2 separate regions of the Hordeum vulgare genome follow, and region 1 is linked to region 2. The links are chromatin contacts, called in public Hi-C maps. All regions are on one chromosome and are shown on one strand. The core of a region is the stretch at or near the end of the contact, and the rest is flanking DNA. Distances in the headings are between cores, read along the strand shown.

The links. Hi-C and Micro-C count contacts between places; a contact is called where the count stands out from the background.
Region 1: a Hi-C map of seedling shows a contact between it and region 2, with 1.7 times the contacts expected there. The contact joins the promoter of LOC123443630 here to the enhancer-like site in region 2. A contact is called at or near these places in 3 of 6 Hi-C or Micro-C datasets (leaf and seedling).

Annotation. Positions count from the first base shown.
Region 1 is chr3H:256,269,106-256,273,918 of MorexV3_pseudomolecules_assembly, forward strand. LOC123443630 (serine/threonine-protein phosphatase PP1-like) reads right to left here and starts at 1,508. Exons shown (of 4, transcript XM_045120106.1): 1 at 1,121-1,508. The coding sequence starts at 1,322.
Region 2 is chr3H:256,076,192-256,081,583 of MorexV3_pseudomolecules_assembly, forward strand. No RefSeq gene overlaps it. Among protein-coding and RNA genes, the nearest start is that of LOC123443631, 180 kb to the right of the region's middle. Within about 2 kb of position 2,945, at least 3 of the 3 cell types and tissues checked have open chromatin away from gene starts, as enhancers often do. A contact at or near this core is called in leaf and seedling, where this site is marked.

The DNA.
Region 1 (4,813 bases), core at 258-2,757, 190 kb after region 2:
GAACGGGGTCACGGACTAGAGCTCTGCAGATGAAGTAAAGAAGAAAGAGTTGGGGATAGTTACGGTTGGTGTGAAAGAAAATGGTAAATGAGAAGATCACGCCGTAAACAGCTGACTTGTGGCGTCATTTTTTCTGCGAAAGTGGGAAGAGAACTAAATCACCACCCAGATCATAATCTTTTCAGACGGGAATGGCAGGATCTCTCTTTGCATCCATGGAAAAATCACCATGACCTAGGGTCATCGACCCAAAATAGTTTGGATCGCGACCCACGTTCCCAATTGACATCCCGGAGATGTATACCCCTCGTCGAACCTCGATCCAGAGAGGTGGCGAACCACGAACCGCGACCCCGATCATCGACCCAGGCGAGCCTGATTCCTGGCAACTATTGTCAGTATTAGATCCTTCCCATTGATATTTCAAATTTAAACCACTATAATCCTAAAATGTATAAAAAGATAATACAAGTGTACCCATATAGCAAAGAGTGTACCAACTCCAGCCATTGACCACGCTGCAAGAACTCGGGCCAACAAAAGCCCGGACTGAAGGGAACATCCCATCCCCTGAGAAGCGGCTTCTCAGGAAGGCATGGCGATGTTGGCTCTGATACCAAATGTTAGCGTCCAACTCGGCCTAGCCCACACTCTACCTACGTTCTGAACGTTTATGCGCACGTGGACCAACATTCAACGAAGAGCCCACTCTATCCAAAAGCCCGGACTGAAGGGAGGAAGGAATCACTCCCTTATAAGCTGGTCATGGCCTCCTCCCATAAGCAAGGTGGAGCGAGGTGGGACTAAACCGAGCCAGCCTACACCGATGGACAGCAGCCCTAACACAGATTCCTAAACTTCAAACAGTATACTTACGAGAATGTCAATATTTCAACAGAGTATATACTTGTTCTTACAGAAAAGGTTACAGGGTCCTCAACAGTCAATACCCCAAATAAACCGTACGCGCCAGAATCAGTAAAAATCGAACACAAATAATCGCGTCTCTGGGAGTCGGCCATGTACGGCCTAAATGCGCAAACGCGCCACAAAGAGGGGGCGCGCGGTATAATATGCCCGCATCAGAGGGTAGTGGAGGGGCCTTGAGGCCGATGCTCACCGCAGATCTTGACGGGCGCGGGAATGCGCAGGAGGTTGGGCTGCGAGAGAAGCACCCTTTTGGCCTCGACGCAGAGCTGTCGGATCTCCGCCTCCGACAGCTGGACCTGGCGCCCGCCGCGGCCCCCTTCGACGAGACGCCGAACCACCTCGTCCAACGCAGCCCCATCCATCTCGCCCATCGATGCCCGCGTCATCATCATCTTCCCTGCTCTCCACCTGCTCGATCCCTAGACGACGACGGAGATGGGAGGAGGATTAGAAATGGAGGAGGTGGTGGTGGGGATTGGATAATGGCGTGTAGTTTGTGTATGGATTTATTTATTTTTTGTGTGTGAGAACTGGTCTGTAAATGGATGAAATGATCAAAAGTGCGCGAAGCAGGATCGGCCGTTGGATCGGGCATTTCCTATTTAGCGCTACACGTACCAGTTTTAGTTCATTTTTGAAACCGACGCCTGCACGCGTATTGGCCGGGCCGGGCTCGGTTCATTTAGCATTTTCTCATCTACTCCTTCCATTCCTAAATACTTCCTCCCTTTCTAAATATAAGTTCTTTTAGACATTTCACTAGAAGACTACATACGAAGTAAAATGAATGAATCTATATTCTAAAGTATGTCTATATATATCTGTATGTAATCATTTTAGTGAAACATCTTAAAAAACTTATATTTAAAAACAGAGGGAGTATAAGTATTTTTAAAGGTTTCACTAATAGACTACATACGAATGTATATAGACATATTTTAGTGTGTATATTCAATCATTTTTATCCGTATGTAGACTCCTAGTGTAACCATTTAAAAGACTAACGGAGAGTAGCTTTTTAAGCCGCAAAAACAACGCCGGTTGAAAAGATCAAACCTGCGACCTACTGTTTAACTATAAACTACGATTACCACTCGGCCACTTCAAGGGACCTCATAGGTTCGAGCTTTTCCCACGCTTCATTGCTTTTTCTCTCCTTCTTTCTTATTTCTTTTTCTTTTGCCTTTATCATTTACCCTTTTTTTCTTACTTATTTGATGAATTTTATTCAGATTTGTGAACTCTTTTCGAATGCTGAACCTTTTTCATTTTCTGATGAGATTTTTGAAAATCGATGCACTTTTCTTCAAATCCGATGAACTCATTTCAAAATTGATTAACTTTTTTTCAAATGGATGAACCTTTTCCATTTTTCGATGAACTATTTGTAAAATTGATGAATTTTTTTAAAATTCAATGAACTTTTTAATTTGGATGAACCTTTTCAAATTCGATGAACTTTTTCTTCAAATGGCCAAACTTTTTCATTTTTTGATAATCTATTTTTATAATCGATGAACTTTTTGAATTTGGATGAACCTTTTCAAATTTGATGAACTTTTTCCAAATCTAAGGAACTTTTTTCTTCAAATCAATGATTTTTTTTTTGAAAATCGATAAGGTTAATTTGAATTCATGAACTTTTTTTAATACATGAACATTTTTATATGGTGAAATTTTTTTATTCCGCGGACTTTTTTCCATGCTTGTGAACTCAATTTGAAATATGTGAACCTATTTTCAAATAATTGAAAATTCTAAAATTTACAGTGTAATGCGTAATAAAAAGCGCCTCTATGTTTCTGTTTTTAAAATGGTAGCGCTGTAAATAATCACCGGTAAATAGGTGGTGTACTCGTTAGAGTCGTTGTGTGCAAGCCCGAAGTCGATCTCGATCGTGGGGGCGTTTTCGGCTCTGATTTTTCGGGTTGCGCGATCTTGGGCCGGCCCATCCACACGCTGCTCCAAGTGCTAGTTAGGTTGGGCAGCGCTAAAGGCGTGCAATAGGAGGACCTTTTAGATCGTGGGCCCTACATGCGGGTCCCATGTGTCACTCGGCTTTCTTGGGCCCGTTGCGATTCAAGCGTTCGGACAGGAAAATGGAAAACGTTTATTGTTTCCTGACTAACTTTGCGAACGGATAAATTGTCTTCCGCGCGCCACGTGTTCCGTGGGTCCATCGGGCACCCATCCTTATCTCATTAAGTGCAGCAAACGTGAGCTACCCGTTTCGTGTTTCTTCAGTCACAAACGTGATCCCCTTTTTCTTATCTCTCTCTCCTTCTCCATGCGCGATGCAACCAAGCTCCTATGGTCTATGTCGCTCCAATCGAGAGATGCACACGTGAGCGACCCGTGCTGCGAGGGTGGCTGCACACTGCGATGCAGCGCTAGCGACCTTGAAGCAAGGCATCAATGATCCTATGCAGCTCTTGCTAGAGCTGCGATGTAGCACTCGCGATCCTGCATAGACACACCATGGTCTGCTGCAACGCTTGCGGGCAGGTGTTGGTGTTGCTATGCAACGTTCAACCGCGTTGCTGGACTTGTGATGGAACACCCGCGAACGTTTGTGGAGAGGCACTGGTGCTTCGATGCAGCGCTCCCGGCGACTTCTTTAGCTATGATGCAGCACGAGTGTTTCTACACAGATGCACTGGTTCTTCGATGCAGCGACTAGTGGTGTTGGGTTACGAATACGACAGTTTGTGGTGTCCAGCATTCGTCGGCGCTGCCAAAGCTACAATGCAGCGCCCGCGCCACTATCGGTGTGTCGATGCGGTGCTCGCCGGCGAACATGGCGGGGCGACAGCTGCTACAAGGGGAGGCGGGTGTGGCAGATGAGGCGAGCGACGGTGCGCCCGAGCCGCGGAGCATCGGCTACAACCGAGAGGTGAGCGAAGTAGGGGGAACAATTGGTATTACGTTGACTGATCCAGCGGCCACGGCGGACGGATCCAACGGAACAGGACCCGACTGATTTCCTAGACAAATCAGTTGGTTGATTCGTAGCAGCCCCCGAGGAAAATTCATTTTTGTTCAAGGAAAGTGGTTCGCGTGATCTTGACTTGCCTTCAACACATAGTTAGAGCAACTAGTTAGGGAGCACTTCTCCGGGGGCCTTTCAAGACTACTCCCACACTAAGAGAGTCTGGGACTAAGGGGTCCTCTACACCGACGTAGCCGACTAGAACTCTTTTTATCCTAGGCCTACAGTGCATTATATAAACCGAGGCCATGCTAGTCGATAGCCAATGTCATATACATATGATCATTATCATTAGGGTTTTGACCACAACATACGATCTCAAGATAGATCAACCATGTAGTCGATACTTCATCATCAATATAAACAAGAGTAGGACGTAGGGTTTTACCTCCGTCAAGAGGCCGAACCTGGGTAAACATCGTCTCCTTCGTCCCTTGTTACCCATCGATCCAAGATCCACATTTCGGGACCCCTACCCGAGATCCGCCGGTTTTCACACCAACATTGGTGCTTTCATTGAGACCTCCGCTGTGTGATCGACACAAGGATTGATGGCTCCTCTGTAGATTGATTGCGGGTTTTTCTGGACAACGAATTTGTGTTCGTTATCCATTTTTCCTTGAGCATCGCTTTGACGTTTACTTAAGTAGAATTGTGTGGAATTGTATCTACAACAACCCTGCAAAATTTCGTCGCGTTCCGATGAAGGAATCTCCGGTAATCTCCGATATACCGGAGCGGTGTCAAATGTAGACGGAAATGTGGATGAGTTCAGGGCAAGGGGTACAATATCCACCTTAGACATCCGTTGGCAAATCCCACCATTCATTGGTTGTGGAATTCCTATGTCGATCACCCCTCCAAATTTCAGCCTCATCCGACCGTCCAAACTCT
Region 2 (5,392 bases), core at 1,695-4,194:
TGGCATGATCATTAGGCAAAGGTTTGATGTCAATGAGATGAGTTCTTGATAGAATAATATTTTTTGTGATATAAAACACAATCAATCACACAAGCAAGTAGCAACCAGATCAGACATCACAAGCATTCAAAAAGTTTTAAATGGTTCCTAATTTTTGTAAAAACATAATGTGGCAAAGTGGTACAAACAATTGGGGTGACAAACGTATCCCCCAAGAAGAATCTAATCCCCCAGCTTGCTAGGCTAGGCGCTAGAAGATAAGGGAACTCTGATCTAAGGTAGTCTTCACACTTCCATGTTGCTTCTGCTTCAGTGTGGATGCTCCACTCGACCTTGAAGTACTTGATGGTGAGGCTTTTGGTGCAACGCTCAGCTTCATCCAAGATGCAGATCGCTGTCTCATTATAAGTGAGGTTTAGTTGAAGGTCGATGGCCTGATGATCGATGTCCTTGTATTGGTCGGGGCGGTTGGGAACTAGGAGGAGACACATGAAAAATGTCAAATGTGCATGCACAATGATCCCAGAGATCAATGCTCACTGAATAGATATAAACTGAATAATAATAGTCTTGCATCCATTGCATACTGTTTTAATCGAATATGGCCTTTATGGCCAAGTCTTCATATATTTGCAGCTGAAATCTATATCGATAGCGTGAACCCATGCCATCTACCTTAACCTTACATGCAGTCTGACTAGGAAGCATCCTAGCTCACACGTACATCACCAAGTACTCTTCTTCGTATCCCGTTCTTTCATGCCCGGCCAGTAAAATGACCATTGGCAAGACAATGAATACTCTGAATGTACTCACAAGCAACCCATGTTTGGAAGAAGGCAATAATAATGCATGATATAACACTAACTAGGTAAGTTACAGAAAGCTAGTTTTGGGTGCAATGTCATGATCAATCAACTTGTAAAAGAATGCATTAACAGGTTGCAAATACTCACATGAACAAGTTATAGATATCATCGTAATCAGCGGTTGAACACCTCATGTTCATTCATCATGTAATACCATTCGACTTAGCTTAAGTATCATCTTTCTGAAACACACCAAGTGTTTTGAAAATATCTCGACATAATCTAAGAAGCACCAACCAACTATCCTTGACCATGCACATGACTATTCAAAATGCTTTACACTTTGTAGAGGTTGCACACTATACCCACAAGACTCGGGTAACTTCCTTGTTATACACGGCTCGCGGTATATTGCACACCTGAGGTAAGGAACAAAACAATGCCTTTCCCCTAACTACATTAAACAAAGAGTCCACTCGTTGGTCCATGTCCTCGTGATTTCCATCATACGAGCCTCGCTCAAGATCATACCATCCTTCCATGGACACAATGATGTACCCCGTGTTTGTAAAAACAGCCCATGGTCGCCCAACCAGGAATGACCTCGTATCGAGAGAGTGACCCGGATCTCTCTCCACTAGTAATGCGGCCTCTCTGCTAGCACCGACCAAGGTAATCAACAAAGCTTCATCCCATAAAGGTATCTCGTGCTCGCACATGTAAGGTTGGATGGTCGAGAAATCTTAATTCTAATCCCTTTTCGAAGACACACACATGACTTGCTCTAGTACACCACTTCTTTACCAAGTGTCCACCTAGCTCAGCATCATCTCCCTCGGGTATTAGTGGCACCCAACGGGGTTTTCAAAAATTCTTTGAAATCATTTCTTTTTCCGTCACCATGCATATTCCCATCCCTTTCGCGTAGCATCGACATAGCATCCTAACTACTTCCCACATGCACAACCCTCATAGGAAGGTAGGGTCAAGCTTAGTGCAAATATCAACAAGGAAAGAACGGCAGTAACCCAGCACGGGGTCACCTATTCATGATTCAATGCAATGGAATGAAGCCTTATATGCCATGCATAAAATAATTTCTTATACATGGTTAAACGGCTGGTTGCGTGGTTCAGCAAAGTCTTTGAGGTCTTCACAAGATTCCAGTCCAACTCTAAGCACTTCGTCTACTTTACCAGAAACAAGCACAATAAGCCACACAACAATAGAACAACCATTATTTTTTTAGGATTACCATTTTCATAAAAAATACCTAGAGTTTCTCTAATGGATTTGGATCACCAAAGATCTTTGAACGGTGGAAATGGAGGCATTATTGATCCCTCAAGAAGTCTAGGGAATATATTTTCCTCAAAATCAGTGGAGGCACTAATCAAATAGGGCATGATTCTAGAAGAATTTAGAAAATAGTTTCACTAGATTTTGAGTTGATATAAATATTCTAGAGATTTAACAAGTGGTTCATATATGAAGAAATAACTCAATAATCAAGTTTGTAGAGGATGTGCAAGGAAAATTGTTCATCACCTAGTTCATGAATTTAGATCCACATACGAGTAAGAATCATTGCATTTGGATCTAGGGTGAGATCCGTAGTAATTTCCAAATCTAAAGGCCGAAATACCAAAATAGGGTTTCATTTATTAGGTGTATATGAAAGCTTCCTGGAAAAATGTGCAAGTTAGTATTCTTGATAGAGAAAGATTTTTGCGATCTCCAGAAATTTGAATCGCCAACTTTGCCGTTCATATGAATTTCTTACGAATTGTTTAGTCTCTGAAGAAATAAAAATTAGAAAAGATTATACCGCAAGGGCTATACTGCGCCTAGGTCACTCGATAGGCAGCTGGGCGCAATGGGTCGGCCCAACAGCTTTGGCGCGCGTGCAGGATGGCCACGTCAAAGGCGCACTCCATGGAGCGCGTCTCCTATGCGGGGAAATGGAAAAAGGAGGGGGCGCCTCCACTTGAACTGGTGGGGACCGGCCGGTGGGAGGCTTAAAGGCAGGCCCCATCGATCGGGTCCTTCTTCTTTCTCCCTTCCGAGCAGGGAGAAGCATAGGAGGGTGACGGTCACCATGGTTCTGGCTGCCTGGCAGCACCTGAGGCCAAGCCAGGGGCTTGGGCGGATGCCCTACTCCATGTCGCGCTCGGGGGTGGCCCTGTTGGTCACAGGGGTGACAGGGAGCTAGCTGTTCGAAGAGAGCACGGATGGTGGCATTTGTCATTACTCGAGAGTGCAATACGGCGGCGTAGAACAAGGGTTGGGGTGCCGACAAATATGGGACCGCCACGAGGGTTCGTTTGGGAGAGAGCCCGGGCACGGGAGGGCTGTCACGCTCAAATTCGAGCGGAGCTGAATGGTGCAAATGGGGGCCACTAGAGGAGGAGGAGGGCACGTCAGGTTGAATGTGGAGGCATGGGAGGTTCACAGGAGCGAGAGGTAGTGAGGGGGTCAAGTGGGAGTACGGGGATGAGATTTTAGGCGGGGCCACCAATGGGAGTTCGGGTGAGCCTCGTATGCCCTCGGGCGGGGCCAACACGCATGCGAGAGCCGTTTTGGAGCTTTGTTTGTGTTTGGGAGAGGTGTGGGAGATCAAGGATAATCCCCCGGCACGAGTAAGAGGGGTAAAAAGATGTCTGGTTGGCCTATTTATGGAAGGACTATACGTACACCAATTTTCACTCCTAGGAGGCAAGTGTACAATATAGTTGCATTACAAAGGCACATTTGCTACCATAAGCTAGGTTTAGATGGTTTTCTCATATTTCCCACATGGGATGCCTTTATTGGGTTTGGTTTCATGAAGCAGCATGCAAATGGATTTTTGGTGGTGTTTGGGAGCATTTGCATGAACAGATTAGAAGCATATAGAGTAGAGAGGTGCTTCCATGGTAAAAATATAGGGAAAATGAGGGAGTTAAGCTCCAAATAATTGAGCTGAGGCTGTAGCAAAGTTAGTGGAGGTAAAACAGGGTCATAAAATAATGTGGTAAAAAGTTGGAGGCAACGAGAATCTTTTTGGGTCAACTTTGCTTGTGCACAAGCTTGTGAATGAAGGTGTTTGATGTTGCTCTAGGGCATCTAGGGGTATCCAATAGCCCTCATATTTACTAGGGATAAATGGTAAGACCAAATGGTCCTCATCACCAAATTTGAGATTATTTGATGAAAGGTGACAATACAAACCTGGTATGAAATGGATAGAAATGGTTTTTCTTAGATCCATCCATTCAATTATGTTCTTCCTAATGCACCACTTGGTGTGCTGGCATCATTTGGCGCTTAGAGCATGCCCAAGTAGTTTGGGAATAATTGGAGAAACTTCACAATGCAAAGTTTCCCAATTCTAGAAATCAGCAATGATGGGTTTCAAGGGATTTGGACAAGCTGATTTGTTGGCCCTTATGCAACACTTGGTGTGGATGCATTATTAGAGTATTAGAACAGGTCCACGAAGTTTGAGAATAATTGGAGAACCTTGGCAATGTAAAGTTGCTCAAGTTTGGTTCTGGAGAGTAAGGGTTTTGGAATATTTTGGTGAACCAAATCAAGTTGGATTGAGATAAACGTGCCAAGATCATCACATATATCATGTGTGACTTGCTAGAAGTTTACTGGAATTATTTTAGAATATATCTTATTGAAACATTCCAAATACTTGAAATGAACACAAAGGGTTTTGGATGATTTGTCCAATATTTTGAACATGACTATGTGTTGAAACTCTTATATATGGAAAACATATGTCCACTGAGTTTCCCTAATTTTTCTCAAATATTTTGAGAGCATAAAAATATTTCCGACCTATAAAAGACCATTTATGGCTTCAAAAAAAGGTATTTAAATAAAATGGTAAAATAAATTTTAAATAATAATTTTGTGGTTTGGGTAAGTCTTTTTGATAAAAGGATCCAAATAAAATATTTGTGACAAAACATGTTCCCTAATTTGAGGACTTGCAGTAAAAACCTCAATTAATGGGTTTTCGAAAAGCTAAATTAAATAATTGCCTTTTGGTGAAAATAATATTTTTTAAAAAAAGTTTTATGTCCTATGCACATGGTATGGTCGCTAGCAAAAGATTTGGAGCAAGGGTATGAGTCTTGAGGGGAGGATAGTTTTTGTGCTTTAAAACACACACAAGCACACAAGCAAATAGCAATCAAGTCAAGCATCGCAAGCACTCAGATTTTTTAATTGGTCCTAATTTCTTAGGTAAATTGACTTAATGAGGAGAGGCAAAACACAGCGTGTGACAAACCTACCCCCTTACAAGAATCTCTTCCTTGAGATTCCTAGGCCACGCATTGGAGAGATGCAGAAATTCGTGTTTGAGGTGGGCTTCACATTTCCGTGTTGCTTCTTCTTTGATGTGACTAATCAATTGGGTCTTGAAGTGCTTGATGATTCTTCCTAGAGTGCTTATCTTGGCTTTGTTTGAGACTAAACGGGGTTCGGGGAATATGCTAGGCTTGACTAAGGTTTGGGTCTCGCTTGCGTGTGTATTCCAAAGTCGGAATACGTGGCAAGTACTGTGTCTGTGTGCTGTTATTGGGGTT